Regions from separate parts of the Cricetulus griseus genome. Here region 1 is linked to region 2. A link is a contact called in public Hi-C data. All regions are on one chromosome and are shown on one strand. The core of a region is the stretch at or near the end of the contact, and the rest is flanking DNA. Distances in the headings are between cores, read along the strand shown.

Evidence for each region. A called contact is a pair of places that touch in the nucleus more often than the background predicts.
Region 1: a contact with region 2 is called in a Hi-C map of the CHO-K1 cell line, with 4 times the contacts expected there. The contact joins the enhancer-like site here to the promoter of Nptn in region 2. A contact is called at or near these places in 3 of 8 Hi-C or Micro-C datasets (the CHO-K1 cell line, fibroblasts and liver).

Annotation. Positions count from the first base shown.
Region 1 is chr4:170,233,481-170,239,405 of CriGri-PICRH-1.0, forward strand. It overlaps Nptn (neuroplastin), which reads left to right. Exons shown (of 10, transcript XR_004769624.1): 8 at 4,556-4,577; 9 at 5,450-5,524. Among named protein-coding and RNA genes, the nearest start is that of Nptn, 65 kb to the left of the region's middle. Within about 2 kb of position 3,416, at least 2 of the 6 cell types and tissues checked have open chromatin away from gene starts, as enhancers often do. A contact at or near this core is called in the CHO-K1 cell line and fibroblasts, where this site is marked.
Region 2 is chr4:170,169,125-170,175,127 of CriGri-PICRH-1.0, forward strand. It overlaps Nptn (neuroplastin), which reads left to right and starts at 1,901. Exons shown (of 10, transcript XR_004769624.1): 1 at 1,901-2,227.

The DNA.
Region 1 (5,925 bases), core at 2,166-4,665, 66 kb after region 2:
TTGCACTGGTCTCGGGAGAATATCATCATGCAAGCAGTTTTTACTTCTTTGTTGTTGGATTGGGTGGAAATCTGGGATTCTGAAATGATTGTAGTATTCACCATCTCTCCTTTCCTGACAGCCAGTATGGTCCAGGGTCCATTTTCCATCACCACTTCCCTAACCCTGACTTCCAGATTCTTAGATTTCTCCCTGCTTCCATCTTCCCTTCAGTTTTTGGCTTTTCTTCTGGAAGAGAGTTGTATGTTGATCTTCAGTGAATTTTCCTTATGCTGTGGCCTTTTCTTTGTTAAGTTTCTCCTCGACTCCATCTCAATTCATGAGGACAGCAAACTCACTGATAGGCTTTCTTCCCGTTTGCTCCTCCCTAAGTTTACTTGTAGATGCACACACACACTCAAACACACACACACACACACGCGCGCGCGCGCGCGCGCGCTCGCGCACACACTCTTCAGTCTGTTGAGGATGAATGAAAAGGTGCACTCTATCTGATACAAACTCAGAATGTTTCTGTGAAGAAATCTTAGCTATAATGTCTGTTAGCCTATTTATGCCACTATGAAAACGTGAAGTTTTTGTAGGTCTGGTGTGCTTTTTCTTTACCCAAGTAGGTGGTTTATTACCAACATCTGTGGTTGATTTGAGCCACAGTGAACTCTCTAAATAGTTATTGGTAACTTTTCTCCTTAAGTAGAAAAGCATTCAGTGAACAGTGCAGCAAAATAAGAACACAAACACAAATTAGGAAAGCATGTGTCCCTTTAGATTTCTCACACTGAAAAAATATATGGTTGAGGTTAACTGCTTTCTTTAAAAGCAGCTTTGGTCCTTTTATCTGAATATTCTGGCCATTTCACAGAAGAAATCACAGTCCTTTAGTCCCCTGTTAGATCTTTCTGAGGACCAGTGCCACATAAGTTATCTCATAGGTAGACTATTTACACACAGACTTTCACTTTTAGTGTTCTTAGTAACAAGTCAATAATAAAGTCACATCAGAGCTTTGCCTTTTCATTGAGAGTATACGTGTTAAGTAGTGCAGTTTTCCTTCTGTTACAACTGGACTCCTCCTTGGAGCCACATTTGTGTTAGTCCCTTTCTGACTCAGGTCAGAGTGCAGTTAGTGTGCCCCTCCCAGGATTCCTTCTGCCCACTGGGAGATAGAGGCTGGGGTAAACCTGTTCAGTCTTGGGGCCTTCAGCTCTACTAGATATTTTGGTGTCCTCCCAGGCATTGAGTTAAAATAGCTGATTTAAGAAAAAGAATATTAGCATCCGAGAATCTTCTGTTTTCACACTGGGGTAATTTTGTAAGTTGGCCAAAAGGAGACAGTACTAGCAAGTTTGTGAGGGGCAGAGGAGGGCAAGCAGTTTTGTAACTATAATCTTAGTTCTTCTAGACACATTGAACTGAAGCGTTGTTCTGATAATCCAAAATCTATTAGCTGATCAAAGTATTTGGTAGCATATGGAGCTTCACAGCAGGCTGGAGATGCTGGAAGAGAGATGACTTTTTAAAGTGACACCAAAAAACATTCAGCTCAAATAGAGTCAGTCACAAGTACCTTACAAGAAAATACAGATAAAACATGGAAAATGATTCAAAGAACCACATCTCTCTTGGGTTTAGTGTTAACCCTGTTGAAACCAGGCAAAAATATAAGTGGGTTTAGAAACCATAATAAATTCTAGCACTTGAGGTAGGATGTGAGTTTGATGCCAGTCTAGGCTAACTAGCAAGTCCTTCTGCCAAGGGAGGGGAGGGTGGCTGAGGATGCTAACTTACTGGGTAGAGGGCTTGCCTGGCAGGCATGGTTCCAACTTTGATCCTCAGCAACTTATAAATATCCATGGCAGTGCATGCTTTGAAGCCTAGCACCTAGGAGGTGGAGGCAGGACCCTAAGTTTAAGGTCATCCTCAGCCATGTAGGGAGTTAGGCCAGTGTGGGATATAAGATCCTATTACCCGACCCCACCAAAAAAAAAAAAAAAGAAAGAAAGGAACACACACAACCTACCCCCAGTGACGTGATTGAAGTGGCACAGGGGCTTTGACCAGAATCAGCTCTTGACTGTTTTGAATCTAAAGCCATCACTTTATGTTGTATAGTGGGTGCCGTATATTATTTACCTTATTATGAAATGTGTGTCAGGGTAGGGGCCTCAAGAGCAGTCATACTTCAGTAAGGAAAGAGCATGAAGGCAAATCAGTATGTGCACCACTCCATCAGGAGTTTCATATTCATCAGGTGGATTCCAGAAGCATCTTGTTTCATTCTCCCTCAGTCCTCTTCCTCTCATCTAGCCAGTGGCTGTGAGTAATCCCCAGGTGGAGAGAACAGTCTTTGTTTAAAGCAGCTTTGACCTGAGGGTTTGGGGGTATGTTGATATTTGTCGGTTACTGTGACTTCTTTTTTTTCCCCCTTCAATTGCATCAAACCCTTAAAACATGGTGGTAAGTGAGCGATATGCATGCTTTTGGAGTTTGTTTAATCTCCGCTTCAGTCTATACAATGCACAGTTCATAATGTTAACACTTTTCTTCAAGTTTACTTCATTCACTTTCACAACTAATTTGGATTTTTAGTTTGCTGTTTAGTCCTCATTTACTTTATTTTGTGCCTTTCTCTGTAGCTCTGTTCTCTCCTGACCTTCCTGTGGAGGTCAAGTTGTTCTTTTGTCTGACCTGTATGGGAGAGTGATGCTGCAGGCAGTGGCTCAGCACAGGAGAGGAGGGGGGGCGTGTCCTCTGCTTTGTGGTATCCAAGTGGATTTGGGAATGAAGCAGGGTTTCTGAGATTTAGACACAGTGTGAGTCACAGCTGCTCCCACTTTCAGGCTTGGCAGCTGCACCAGAAACACTGTTGCTCACATACTCATATGCAAACCCTTGCATGTGGCCAGCTTGTTAGGTTGGAAAGTGACATTTAGACACCAGGGTACACCCCATGCCAAAAGAAAGGACTGTGGTGTGAAGTGTGCTTGGGGTAGTCTAGTGTCCTATTAGGAGAAGACTGGCCTTGCTATTGTGATTTCCCCCCTCTCCTGTCTTTTAAAGTTGGGAGTAGATTTGGCTGTCTTGCATTAGAATTTCGTATTTTGGGGTGCACACTAAAATTAGTTTGTTCCTGTGTCGTCTTTAAATTCTCAAGGTGCTTAGCTTCTAGCATGTTATCTGATTGGCCTGCCCTGGGTGCTGAGCAGTAGGCTGTGGAGAGGGGAGGGTTCAGGCTGGGCTTGTGTGTCTTAGTACTTGGTATGTCCTTGTATCTTTCCACTGCATATACAGCAAACAGATGTCTTGGGTGTCCTGAGTCCTAGTTTGTTCTCTGTACCTGTGTTAATAGCACTGTTAGTAGTGGACTCCTATGGACACTGGTATGTTGCTAGCCTCTTGTTTTGCTGATGAGTCATTGGTTTGTGGTTAGTTTTTTTTTTTTTTTTTTTTTTTTTTTTAATCCTGTTTTGTTCCAGTCACTGTGTGCTGGCGGTGGCTTTGCGTTGCCTGAAAGGAACAGGTGGAGCAATGTCTCCTTGACAGACATTACTCCTGACATGTGCTCCTGCAGATGCCTACACCAAGATTGTAATCTCCATAACTGCTTCATGTGCACCAAGCCCCCTTGTGGAATCCTGCTGAGAGTTTTTCTAGATGCCTTCAGTAAAAGCACACAACTGTTGTACAGTAAAAACAAGGGTGCTTATTTGTGCCCTCCCCTTTGTGGGTTTTTAAATAACTTTCTCAATGTATGCATATCTACTAAGAGAACAAGATGTCAGGATTATGAAGTATAATTAATAAGACTTCTAAACACTAATAACAAAACTTTTTTTAATTAAAAAAAAACAAACATCTCATGGCTTTTCTTGTTTTGGCCAGGGCACAATAACAAGCCCATCTTTTCATGTAGTTTTTTAGAGGGGTGTCACTGTTTAGCTGTCCCTGTGATGTCAGAATACCCTCTGCTTCTCGTGTCTCTTGCTGGCCAGCCAAGGATTAGGTTGAACTATTATGGCTTCATCTTCCTCAGTCTCATGCTTCCGATCAGTGACCTCATAAAGATTGTAAAACAGCAGGACAAACAGTGCCCTCTGGGGAAATGAGGATGTGTGGTTAAATGTATATAAATGTACACATCCATTTACATTGAAGAACTGCATACATTCTCCACAAGAAAACAAACAGCAGGATTTTACAACTGAAATGTTGGTTTGTCTTCTCATCTATTTATGAGTGAACCACTGGAACTTGGGGACAAGATGAGTACAATGATATTGCAGCCTATCTGTCCGCTACAGTTGCAGTTTTTCATGATGAGCATTCAAAGTGTTAACTAAAACCATTGAAAGAACATATCTGCCATTAAAACTGAATCTAGAAATAACTTCATGAGTGTTTTGCACCTCCAGATGGAATGGCCTTTAATAAATGCTATGAATAGCCATGTTTGCCACTTGCAGTTTACTGTCCTATTCATTCTTATGCAGAGTCTAATGGTTTTCTCCTTTCTTTTATATCTCATGGATTATTAAAAACTGAACACCTGATGTAGATGATGAACCAGCTGGACCAATGTGAGTACTTCATTGGATATGATTTTACAGTTTGATTGAATTGCGTTGTGTTTGCAGTTTAGTCAAAAGGAATACTAAAGATTGTAAGAGAAGGCAATTCCCTTACAATAAAAGTTGCAGTGTATACTTTTTAAGCCTGACATAATTCAACTGGTGACTTTGATTCTTAGGCCAGGTCTTATTTTTAGCCATACAAGTAAATAGTATACAAAAGAAGTTGAAAAGAGTTTATGTATTTGACATGCTTAAGCTGATAAACTACTGTCTAGTTCTATTAACAATTGCTGACAAGAGATGGAGCTGTATCATGGAATGAGTCCAAAGCTACCAGGCTTTCCTAGAGTTGGAGATTATGAGAAGGCAGAAGGGCAGCTGGTGGGTTAATGGCCAAAGGGGTCAGCATAGCTAGTTGCTGGTCATCTTTTAAGAAATTAAGTGTTCAAAGGATTAAGTCTCTTACTTTTGTAAGTAACTATAGTTTGGAAATCTAAGGGAGCTGGGTGTTGGTGGCACACACCTTTAATCCCAGCACTCGGGAGGCAGAGGCAGGTGGATCTCTGAGTTCGAAGCCAACCTGGTCTATAGAATGAGTTCCAGGACAAGCTCCAAAGCTACAGAAAAACCCTGTCTAGGGGGAAAAACTAAAGAACTCTAAGGGAATGTTACCTGTGTGTTTTCTGCCTTGGGAGTCTGAAGAATCTAATCATTGAAAGTAAGAGGTACTTTATGTAAGGAATGTTGTTACTTACTAGTGTTAGAAGTAGAGTTTGCTGCTACACCAGGGATGGAAGTGAAGAGTCTCTGTTTCCATGTGTTGCATTTTCAAACAATATGACTAGTTGAACTCACACAGTGCAATTTTTCCTCCAAAGGAAAACCAACTCTACCAACAATCACAAAGATAAAAACTTGCGCCAGAGAAACACAAATTAAGTACTGCTTATAATGTAAGTATGGCCTTCTTTAGAGATTTAAAAGTTCTATTCCAATGAACTGTGCCTCTGCTCACCTTGCTCCAAATTCAGTAGTAGTTATGTGGTAAGACCTTATTGTTAATTTCAGAATAGCTAATACTGATGGAACAAATTCTTTCTGTTCACTACAGTGTATGGAAAGGAATGTAATTCAGCATATTTATATGTCACATATTTGTATTCGGTTTGTTTCACAATAAATAACCTTGTATTGTAGTCTACTTTTAAGAGAAATAAATTATTATCTTCTTAGGTAGAGTATCCCCAAAGGCCTATTAGTACCATGTGTGATCTCCGCTGAAGGCAATACATAGACAGTGGCCATCAGGCAGCATACTTACACACATGGAGATCAGAATTTCATACCACATCCC
Region 2 (6,003 bases), core at 651-3,150:
ATAATCACTACTCATTGTTGCCAAGGCAAAAAAAAAATTGAAACCCTGGAAATAAATGCTTCAATTGGAAAATGATGCATGCCACTTCTCAAATTTCATTGGCTGAGTCAGTCACATGCCACTCCCAAGTTCAAGAGGCCCAGGAGATTTGCTTCTAAAATAAGCCTAGAAGCAAGTAAACTAGACTGCCTGGCAGCAACAGTTAAGCTTGGAGACCCTGAGCAAACCATACCATCTCTTAGCCTCAGTTTCCCCTGCTACAAATGATAATGTTATAAGGATTCCTCATTGTAAGGATAAAACATATGTTTCTTATGGTTTCTAGGAGGCAGAATGGTTGCATTCAATCAAAATGTCCATCAACTGAGAAACTTGGCTTCACTAGTGACAGCCGGTAGTTGTTTTTACAGGATGGCCGCAAGAATGGCCTTTGTTAAGAAAAAAAAAAAAAAAAAAACACCAAAAAACCTGCTTAAAACAACAGCCTTTCCTCTTTGTGCATACCACAGTTGTAGCCCTAGCCCTTACTGGAAGACTCAGTCTATAACCACTAGTTGTCTAGTTCCCAGGAAAGCTGGAGAGGCTGTGAGGATCTCCTTCCTCCAGATTCACCAAAGCCTTTGAAGAAAGTCAGGTCGGCAGGCCAGTTTACCATTCCTCATTTTTAAGTCATAGACACACCCGAGGATGCCTGTTCTGACTCAGGGATGACCTAAGCCACAGAGAACACTTCTTTGTTAACCACAAGTGCTGAGGGTGGTACAGGAAAAAAAAAAAAAAAAAAAAAAAAAACAATAAGCCAAGTCCCCCAAATCTGTGTTTGTGTGTGAGCAAGCCTGCATGCACTCGGAGGCCAGACGGCAGCTTCTGGCTGTCTCCCTTAACTACTCTCCACTTCAGTAGAGTGCAGGGTTTCTCACTGAACTTGGAGATCACCAACTGGCTAGGCTGGCTAGCCAGCAAGCTCCAGGTCCTCCTGTTCTCCACCTCTCCAGCCTGTGATGAAAGCCACAGGCCTGATGGCCATCTTTTCCCTTTTATGCTGGGGAAGGTCTTCATCCTAGTGCAGCAAGCATTTTTACCAACCATGGCATCTCCCCAATATCCTCCTTCTCCCAAAGGAGGCATTTCTCAAATTTCCATGCAACATGGCTAAATTCCCCCCCCCACGCCCCCCGGCCTTTTTTTTTCTGGCCCCTTTCCTATGGGTCATTTGACTCTTCCTAATCCACTGTGAACTGACTGGAAACTATTTTCTACAGGTTTCTCTACCAAAGATTCTGTCTATCACTTGACATATGACTTCCTTGTAGAATTTTTTCTATGGCCCTACAACTAGGCTAGTTAACTTCGGGCCCTCAGAGTCTGTGAAGCTAAAATAAGGCCAAAGGGGGGTGGGGATGGCACAGGTAGGGAGGAAAAGGAGGACACTTGAAGGCAGAGGGAACAGATGTCCGCGCAGGAAGGCACAGCAAGCGTGTAACACTGCCCGGGAGGGGAAAATGTGGCAGAGAGGTTGTGGCCAGATAGCTCTAGCGGTCTCTGGTCAAAGTCCAGAAGCAAGAATAGCAAGTTCTTGATAAGGGACGATGACAGGAAGCTTATTAGCGGGGTCTGGTGTATCCATTTCTGAAGTTTAGAGCGGTAACGCTTGAAAGGCAGTATGGGTGGAGGAGAGACAGTTTACTCAATGCTTCCTCTCATTTACGGGCACTAGGATTCCACCGAGGGGAAAACTGTACTCCGCCGTGCTCTCTGACGGCCTCCCCCGCGGGAGAGCGGGCGGGCGGGTGGAGTCCCCGCCTCGCCCCATCACGTGGCCAGAAGCGCCCTCTGCATGTGAGCTCCCTTGCGCTAGGCCAATCAGCCTCCGCAGGGGCGGGGACTTCGGGCGCGAGCCTCTTCTCGCGAGCCTTGCCGCCGGAGCTCCTGGACCGCCCACGGCCGCCAGCGGAGGTCTCGCGAGGCTTGGGCGCTGCGGCGGTAGGAGGAGGACGGGGAAGGACGGAGCTGGGGCGCCGCTGCCTCGCTCACTCACTCCCTCGCGCGCTCGCCCGCCCCCTCCCTCCCTCCCCTCCCTTCCCCGGCCCCGGCCCCGGCCCGGCCCATTCGCTGCGCGCTCTCCGGCTCGGGAGGATGTCGGGCTCTTCGCTCCCCAGCGCCCTGGCCCTCTCGCTCTTGCTGGTCTCTGGCTCGCTCCTCCCAGGGCCAGGTGCTGCTCAGAACGGTAAGCCGAGGGGCCGGGGGCGGGCCGGGCGGGGGCGCCGGGCTCCGGCAACCAGAGGGGCCGGGCCCAGGCCTGAAGGGGATGCCGGAGCCGGGAGCGGGCGGCCGGGCGGCCGGGCTGAAGCGAGGAGGCGCTTCGTGGAGAGTGGAGGCGTCGCTGTGCTGCGAGCCCGGGGCGCTGGAGACAGGTCCGCGCGCGGCGTGGGGCTCTGCGCTCACCAGGAGCTGGAGTAGCGGGGGCGGCTCTGGAGAAGGCGTTCGAGTTCGAGCCGGCAGAGGGGTGTTGGCGGCGAGGGAACCGGGTTCTGCAGGCGCTGACACCGGGATTCTACGGGGGCCCCGGAACCCTAGTGACATCCTGGAAAATGGGAGGAGGGGGAAGCTGGGGTGAAAAGGATCCTGAAGAACACCTAGCGGGAGCCACTACTTGAGTCTCCAAGGAGAGGGGTTAGTAAGGGATTCGGGGAACCTTGGATTTGGGGGTAGAGGGAAGGTGGGCGGAAAGATGATGGAGTGGGTTGACTGCAGTGGGGGACCTGGAAAAGAGAAGCAGCAGTGTCTCCAAACGAGCTGCTGGGGGAAGAGGGCTGGGTTTTGCCAAAGAGGGTGGAGTGCTGGGCATTCTAGGGTAGCGGTTGGGAAAGCAAAAGGGAGTTTCTAAATAAGGAGAGGAAAATGAGCAGAGGATGGGGGGAAAGCATTAAAACTGAGGTAGAGGAAGCATCAGAGAAGTAAAGGGTGCCTGGGTATAGAGGTGGGTGTTGGGGAAGACGAAAAATAAGGGAAGGGAGTAAAATGCAGGAAGTCGGGGGTGTAATGTTGCTTTGCAGCGTGGTGGATACATTAGGGAGGGGATGAGTTGTGGCAAATGCTGTATGATGTAGGTTTGGCCTTTGGGGAGGGCTGGGACAGTTACATCTGCAGTGGTGGGATTGAGGGCAGTTGAGTGATGGCAGGGAAATGGAGGAAGTGGGCTTTTGAGATTTAAAAGTTTCAAGACTGAAAAGATGTCATTTCTGTGGAATATGAATGTGGCCTCTGGGATGTGTTTAAGGTACAGTGGAAGCGAAAATTGGGTTTCGAGCTGAAGCTTTTTAGAGAAGATGATGAAGGATAATAGGCATGGGGGAGCTAAACCTGACGGATTCTGATTGACAGCATTGCCACAGTTCTGTTGCTGAACTGATCTTTCAGAAGCAAACTTAAAAGGATAATGAGCCTATTTCAGTTATTGTGGAAACAACTATTAAGAGGTTTAAAGATTTTTTCATATGAAAAAATCATAAGAAGTCGGTTGGGGTAGGGAGACATAAATTAGTTTTAATCTCCTCATTCTTCGTTGTTATACTAAAACAATTAAAATTGCTCTTGTCTGAAATTAAAATGGCTTTCATTAAAACAAAATCACGCAGAGTCCGTGGAGTTGAGGGTTCTGAAGAGAAACCGACCTTAAAATGCTAGAGGTTACAGCGAAAATACAGTATTGAGACAAAAAAAAAAAAAAGCGCTATCATTCTACTTAGGGAATTTTATGCCCTATGGCTTTGTTTCTTCATGGGTCAAAAGGGAAACATTTTTCTGTCTCTTACATTGAATATCCTAAGGATGTGGGCACCCCCACCCCATTTTCCTTAAGTACAAAGCTGTGGAAGGGAAATGGTAGAGTTAGCCTGATTTGCTTGCTCTACCAGTCATTTATGTGATATGACTTGACTCTAATTCTGATTTCAGTTATTTGTGGAAGTAGCAGTTTCATTTTGTGCTGTAGGTGAGAGATTCTTGATGGTAGATGTTTAATCTGTGCTGGCATAAGTTGTTTTGGATGATTTATAATATGGTAAATTGTAGTTTCTTAGCAACTAAGGCAAGGCTTTTGGATAGGTCTACAAAGACTCATCTGGCTGCTCTTAGTGATAATATGTTCTAAATACAGCATAGTACAGCCTTTCCCTTGAAATGAGCTTGGATTTAGTCACGTGACAAGACTAGTAAAGTGACGATGAGTCCATAGTTGACCCAAATGAATGTAAATTGAATTCAATAAAGAAATGGTTACTTTTGAGTTTATATGGTTAAGGATGCCATTTTAAAACTTTCTGTAATGTGTCTCAGTGGAAATATTTAAGCTTTCTGTTGATAATAGTCTTGCAATAGTCTGATTTCATGTCCTAAAGGTTTTACTTTTTGTACAGTGTTTCAGAAAGAGATACCATGTTCCATATGATATTGAAATGTTAGACATACAGATTATCTCTTTAAAATAATGCTTTGGAAAATCAGTGGTAGAGTCACTGCTTCTGGACGGAAAATGTGGCCGTTTAGATTAGGAATGTAGAACTTTCTGAAAAGGCTTCTGTTTTCATTAGTCCTCAAATGAAGATTTTGGTCTAGATGACCCACAGCATCTCTTTTAACTCCAAAAGGATTCTGACCCATTACCATAGGGATTCAAGTAGACTTCATTTTTCATATAAATATTTAGATTTGTAAGACCACAGTTTTAGGTAAAACCTTTTTTTTCTTTTTTTGGGTATGTATGTACCAACAATACAATTCTAAGGCAAAAATTTGAGATATTCAAAAGTGTTAGATTAAAATTGAATATTAAACCAAAAAGTAAAGTGTGATCTAGAGCATAAGCTTTAAACACAGATACAGCTAATTTTTTTTTTTTTTTTTTTTTTTTTTTTTGCTGTGTGTATGTGCGCGCGCGCGCGCCCGTGAGTGAGAGACAAGACTGTGTGTCCGTGGTTGGTCCGAGGGTTCAAACCTTTGTACATACGAGTATACTGCCATTGAGCTATATCTTCCCAAGAACTGGGTTTGAATTCTAATTCTGCAGCTCAGTGACCTTGAATAAGATCTGTGCAGTGAGGATTACAGTGTTAGTCCCTTAGGGATGATGTAAAGATTAAATGAAGTAATGAGGCTAGTTGGATTTCATTTTGGCAATATTGCAAGTCTCAATGTTAGCCATTACTATTATCCTTAAAAAGTAGCATGATTGTTCTTCCTGTGTGTATTAAACACTTGTTAAGGCTTCTGTCATCATGCCAGCCATATGGCTGCAATTGAAATTCTGGTGAGGAAGTTCATATTTCCATTTGTTGTCTGGGAGATTTCATGACGTTCATTTCTCCTGACCCCCACCAACCCAGCAAATGAACACATTTTCATAAAATACCATTGTTTTAAGAGAAGTAGAATGTAGTACCTGGAAGATACTCAAGAGCTTTACAGATGTTAGCTGAGTGCATGAGGGTGGATGGAATGTAAAACTGTAGTATGTTCATCCTGAAACTTATCAAATTTGATAATTAATACTGTTCAGTGGGGGCGAATAGAGCATCTAATGAATTTTATTGTTAACAGCTGCATTAGGTGATTCTAGATAGCTGTGAACATTATGTTAATAACAATGTAATATCTGCACTAGGTGATTCATGAAACTGTCAAATGCTATTTGCTTCTCTTGTTTGACAATTTGCTATTGACTATCTTCGCACTTAGGGTGAACTAAAATGAACAGCAGAAAAATAAACCCCATCAGTGGTAGCCATGGCACAAATGATATAACAAATGTCAAGCAACAGATTTAAACATGATTCAAATATTATTTGACCAGAATAAGGAACCTGCTTTTGAATAAAGCCTTTCCTAAGGAGACCGTATGTCTTTAATCTCTTCAATGACTGAATGGAGCACCAGACACAAATTTGCCAGGGGTCTGGGAGGAAAGACCATATGACTACTGTCATTTAGATAGTAGAACTTATT